Linked DNA regions of Pan paniscus: region 1 is linked to region 2. Evidence: chromatin contacts called from public Hi-C data. All regions are on one chromosome and are shown on one strand. Each heading gives the region's core, a stretch centred on a gene start, on an enhancer-like site or on the middle of the called end of the contact. The rest is flanking DNA. Distances are from core to core; before and after follow the strand shown.

Region 1 (2,700 bases), core at 37-2,536, 210 kb after region 2:
GCTGAGGAGGAAGTCCATTCAGATGGTTGGGGGCCTTAGAATTTTATTTTTGGTTTACACTTATAATCCCAGCACTTTGGGAGGCAGAGATGGGAGGATCACTTGAGGCCAAGAGTTTAAGACTAGCCTGGGCAAAAAAGGGAGACCCCCATCTGTACCAAAAGCAATTAAAAAATAATAATTAGCTGGGCATAGTAGTGCATGCTTGTAGTCTCAGATACTCAGGAGGCTGAGGCAGGAGGGTCGCTTGAGCCCAGGAGTTGGAGGCTGCAGTGAGTTTTGATTGCACCACTGCACTCCAGCCTAGGTGACAGAGCACAACTTTGTCTTTTTTTTTTTTTTTTTTAGACAGAGTCTCACTCTGTCATCCAGGATGGAGCGCACTGGCATAATCTTATCTCGGCTCACTGCAGCCTTCACCTCCCAGGCTCAAACAATGCTTCAGCTTCAACCTCCAGAGTAGCTGGGACTACAGGGCAACACCACCACACTTGGCCATTTTTAAATTTTTTGTAGAGACGAGGTCTCAGCCCAGGCTGATGTCGAACACCTAGGTTCAAGCCATCCTCCTGCCTTGGCCTCCCAAAGTGCTGGGATTACAGGCATAAGCCACCATGCTCAGCTGTTCTTGTCTTTAAAAAAAAAAAAGCCAAGTCCATGACAAGAAGCCAAAATTTATGGAGCACTTACTAGGTGCCGGGTTCTGGGCTGCCTGCTTCAAGGGCGCATTCCATTTAACCTGCACGCTAACCAAGCTAGTATTATTGTCCCCATTTTATAGATGTGAGGCAAAGAGGTTATGATCCCTGGTCACACAGGCTCACACTGGCAGTGACAGACTAAGATTTGGACCCAGGTTACCTGAATATTTCACAACAAGGCTGACCCCAGTGGTCCTTAGACTGGGTTCCTTCGTGCTCCAGTTTCCTCAGAGGTGCCTGAGGAGCTTGTGTGGGGTCAGACCAAGCCTGGAAATCTCTCTCCTTTCCCTTCCCAGCTGGAAATGACCCTGGTGGCCTCCTGACATCCCTTTTCCACACTGGGTTTGGCAGACACTCCTTTTGGAGAGAGTGTTCCTTTCTTCACCAGCCTGGAGCACTCGGGTCACATGATGTTACCCAATGCTCCCTGACAGATCTCCCCCGCTTCCCCGCTGCTTGGGGACCCCAGAAGCTAATCCCCATGGCAGCAGGCACTCTGAGGGATTAGCACTGGGGAAATTAGGTGCCACATCTGCCGGCCCCTGGAGAGCTTGGTAAAGCCTGTGCCTCAGAGCCCAGGAAGCCATTCCTGTCCTCTGGAACACAGGGGACTCCCAGAGGCACTGTCAGCCAAACTGGGGCCCTAACTGCCCTGTTCTTGCTGGAACCTTCTGGAGAGGGTAAGTTGTGGCCAAGAGCCTGAGGGCCTGACCAGATTGTTCTCCGCAGGCTGGGGGTGGGGAAGAGGAGCTGGAATTCAATGCGGGGCACACAGGGTAACCAATGGTCCCGTTTGCCTGGGACTGAGGGGTTTCTGGGAATGCAGGACTTTCGGTGCTAAAATCAAGACAGTCCTGGACAAACTGGGATGCTGGGTCACCTGGCAGGGGTTTCTGAGCTTGCTGTTTCTCTCACCTGGGAGGGGGAGCCATGGGAAGAGGAGGGCTGCTTTGATCCCCCGCATCCTCGTCTACCCTCCTTGTTTTCTAGCTTTTCTCTGTCCCCCTCCTCTTTTTCCAGCCCCTCAGGACCTCTTTTTGCCTTCACTCCTCTGACTCAGTTTCCTGCTTACGGGATCTCCTGTGGTGTAGACCTGAATCCTCAAAGAGCCAGAATCTTCCATGACTTGGAGAGAATGAAGACCCAGGTGAGGCACAGCCTCAAGAAGCTGTCACCATGTGTCAGCTTCTGACACATGTCTGACCATGCCACCGTCCTTCTGGCTTCAAATATTGGGCTAAATCCCCCCCACGTTACCATCATCATCATCATCATCATCATCATCATCTCTAGAGCTTGCACCTGCAGGCCAGGAACAGTTTCAAATGTTTTACATAAACTCACTGAATTATCAAAACAAACCAGAAACTAACTCCTCTTCCTTTTTACATCCCCAGAGGCCTCTGCCTGGAGTGACCCAAGCTCATTCCTAACTACCTGTTCAATGACTCTCTCCTGCTCCTCCCTCCCCCTAGGCTGAGCTCATCTGTATCTGTGAGCCCTGAAGCCCTTTATTACACCTCTAGCTACCAACTGGTGAACAGCTCTCTATGGGCTTTGCATGCACTATCTTATTTATTCTCAACTAAACCCTATAAGATGTAGGAACAATTGTTATCTGCATTATGCAGATGAGAAATCTGAGACTCAAAAGGGTGAGGTCATTTGTCCAGAACTAGTAACGGCAGAGCCAGAGTCAAGTCCTACTTCCCTGGCCCCAGGCCCTTGTGTCTGATTATGCCACTGTCCTTCTGGCTCCTTGGGGGCAGATGTGGCCCAGCGCACAGCAAGCCCTCGGGGATTGTTTTCTGAATGAATAACTGGACAAAGAGTAGTTGTCCCAGAGTGGGCCGTGAGCATGAGGAAGGAGGTGAGGGTGATTGGGGCACAGAACACCTGAGAAGGAGCAGGGGTTAGGGGGTGGTGGAGCCGTGTTATAGGTGGGGTTTGGGAGAGCCTGGTTCTTCCTGGGCCCTCCCCTACTGCCAGCAATTTCCAG
Region 2 (2,742 bases), core at 120-2,619:
TTATGCCAACTGCTATGATAGATAAATCCTGAAATCGCAATGCCTAAATACAATAGAAATTAGTTCAATGTGTGCCCCCCTCAGTCAAGTGATGAGTGAGACCCAGGTTGACTAAGGCTCTGCCCCGTTCAACGTGTAGCTTCCAAGGGCCCCCTGGTGTTGACATCTGATTGGCAGATGAGAGAAAAGAGCTTTGAGCAAGCATACATCCTTCTTCACCACTTTGGCCAGGACATAGCATTCATGTTCTCTGCCCATATCCCACTGGTGAACACGAGTTATGTACCTAATTAGCAAGGAGTGCTGGAAAATGTAGTCTGGCTGCTTTTCTCAGAAACAACTCTACATGTGGAAGGGGAACAGCTTTGATGAACAGCTGACCTTGTCCCAGTTTACGAGGAACTTAAAATTATTGAATCGTCTACCCTTATAGAATGGCTAAGAATACCATGCAATATGTAATGTGGCCACAGGGAGGAAAATGGCCTGGCCTTGTTTACAAGAAACCACGGACAAAAAAAGGAGCATTTAAGGCTGGGCACGGTAGCTCGCGCCTGTAATCCCAGCACTTTTGGAGGCCGAGGTGGGTGGATCACCTGAGGTCAGGAGTTTGAGACCAGCCTGATCAACCAATGAAACCCTGTCTCTACTAAAAATACAAAATTAGTCAGGTGTAGTGGCACACGCCTGTAATCCCAGTTACTTGGGAGGCTGAGGCAGGAGAATCACTTGAACCCGGGAGGCGGAGTTTACAATGAGCCAAGATCATGCCATTGCACTCCAGCCAGGGCTATAAGGCGAAACTCCGTCTCAAAAAAAAAAAAAAGGAGCATTTACATTTAAACCAAATGTATTTGTCCAACAAGGGAATGGGATGGGGGTGTGGAGGGGGGAGAGTTTATCATGATAGTGAGTATTCAGGCAGAGGCTAAGTTTTCACTTGGCTGAAGGCTCTAGAAAGGGTCACATGGACAGATGCCTCCTATCAGTCCTTCTAAGTGTGAACTTCCACGTAAGGTTCCCTTAGTCACCTCTGAGCACTTACTTTGTGTCAAGTTCTCGGTAAGGCTCTGAGGACCCAGAAACAAATGAGACAAGGTCATGGTTACTCAACTGAAATGCTGAAGCAGGATAGAGAAAGGCTGAGCTCTGGAAACAGGAGGCTGGAGTTTAATTCCTAGCTCTGTTATTTCGTAGCTGTGCATCACTGGAGATGCCACTTGGCCTCTGGTTCTGTTTCCTCATTTATGAACTAGGAACAACAGTTATCTTCATAGATTACAGGAACCCAATGACAAAATACACCTGGAGCATTTGTAGCACAGTGCCTGGTATGTAGTAAGCATGTTATTTTATTAGTAGTAATATTTTTATGATGACCTTGGATAAGTCACTTCATTTTTCAAAGCCTCAGCTTTCTCATCCATAGGATGGAGTTAACACTGACATCACGGGGTTGGAATCTTGCTGTGTCGTGGGGTCGGGAGCTGCCATTTCGTCTCTCCGCTTCCTCCTGGGATAAGTGGGTCGCATCATGCCCACTTGATCGCGGACGGAAACCAGCCCCGTTCAGCGCAAAGGAGGAACCTGAATTAACAAGGACGCGATTTGCTGGCTGCGCTCCCGGGGTAGGAGGTTTGCGCTGGGTCCCATCCCCCGGCCGGTCCTGCTCAGGAAACGCGGAGAGAAAGCCAGGAACCAGGCCTGCCAGGCCCTGCGGCCCCTCAGCGCCGTCCCTCCTCCCCGGCCCTCGGCTGCAGGAAGCCGGCTGGCGGGAACGCCCTGCCTGGTGGGTGGGAAAGGCCGAGAGCGCGCCCGGCACCGGCGGCTTCTCAGGCCCGCGGCCGGCTGGCGGCGCGGAGCTGTCACTGCGGCAATCGGCGAACGCGCCGGCCCCCTCCCCCGCCGCCCGCAAGCCTGGTGCAGTCGGCCCATGAGTATTTCATGAAGTGCCGCAGCCGGATTCATGGCTCACTGGCGCAGGAGGGGAGAGAGGCTGAGTCCTGTCAAGCGCCAGCGCCCCACCCGTCACGGAGCGCACGCCGCGGGGGCCGGGCTGGGGAGGGAAGGGTGTCCAGCCCTCTCTTTTGGGTGGTGAGATGCTGAGGCCTGAGGGTTTCTAGGTGAGTGTTCAAGGTCATGGCTAGTAAACGGCAGGGCCGGGATGCAACTCGGGGTCTGTTTCATCCTAAAGTTTGTGCCTCGGGTCTGTGGTTCTGCTCCAGATTTTTGGGGTGTTTGGGGGGCAGGGGTTACGTTCTTGCCGCACCTCAAGAACCGGAGTTCTGTACCCTGGGGCTACCGATGTCCTCTCAGAGGTCTGTGAACCCCTTGTAATTGTGTAACATGTTGTGTGTGTTGCATTTTTCTTCGAAGTTCCAAAGGCGTCAGTGATCCAACAAGGGTTAAGAATTATAGCCCTCTGCAGGGCATGGTGGCTCATGCCTGTAATCCCACCACTTTGGGAGGCCGAGGTGGGAGGATCGCTTGATTCCAGGAGTTCGAGACCAGCCTGGGAAACATAGTGAGAACCCCCCAATCATCCTTACAGAAAATTTAAAAATTAGCTGGACGTGGTGGCACACGCTTCTAGTCCCAGCTACTGTGGAGGCTGAGACAGGAGGATTGCTTGAGCCCAGGAGTTTGAGGCTGTGGTGAGGGGTGATTGTGTCACTGCACTGCAGCCTGGGTGACAGAGGCCAGACCCTGTCTCAAAAAACAAAAAACAAAAAACCCCCCAAA

What was found. A called contact is a pair of places that touch in the nucleus more often than the background predicts.
Region 1: a Hi-C map of fibroblasts shows a contact between it and region 2, with 6 times the contacts expected there. The contact joins the promoter of LACTBL1 here to the promoter of LUZP1 in region 2. A contact is called at or near these places in 2 of 3 Hi-C or Micro-C datasets (fibroblasts and induced pluripotent stem cells).

Annotation. Positions count from the first base shown.
Region 1 is chr1:203,972,572-203,975,271 of NHGRI_mPanPan1-v2.0_pri, forward strand. LACTBL1 (lactamase beta like 1) reads left to right here and starts at 1,287. Exons shown (of 8, transcript XM_008966573.5): 1 at 1,287-1,381; 2 at 1,722-1,848. The coding sequence starts at 1,837.
Region 2 is chr1:203,767,031-203,769,772 of NHGRI_mPanPan1-v2.0_pri, forward strand. It overlaps LUZP1 (leucine zipper protein 1), which reads left to right and starts at 1,370. Exons shown (of 5, transcript XM_055096690.2): 1 at 1,370-1,628.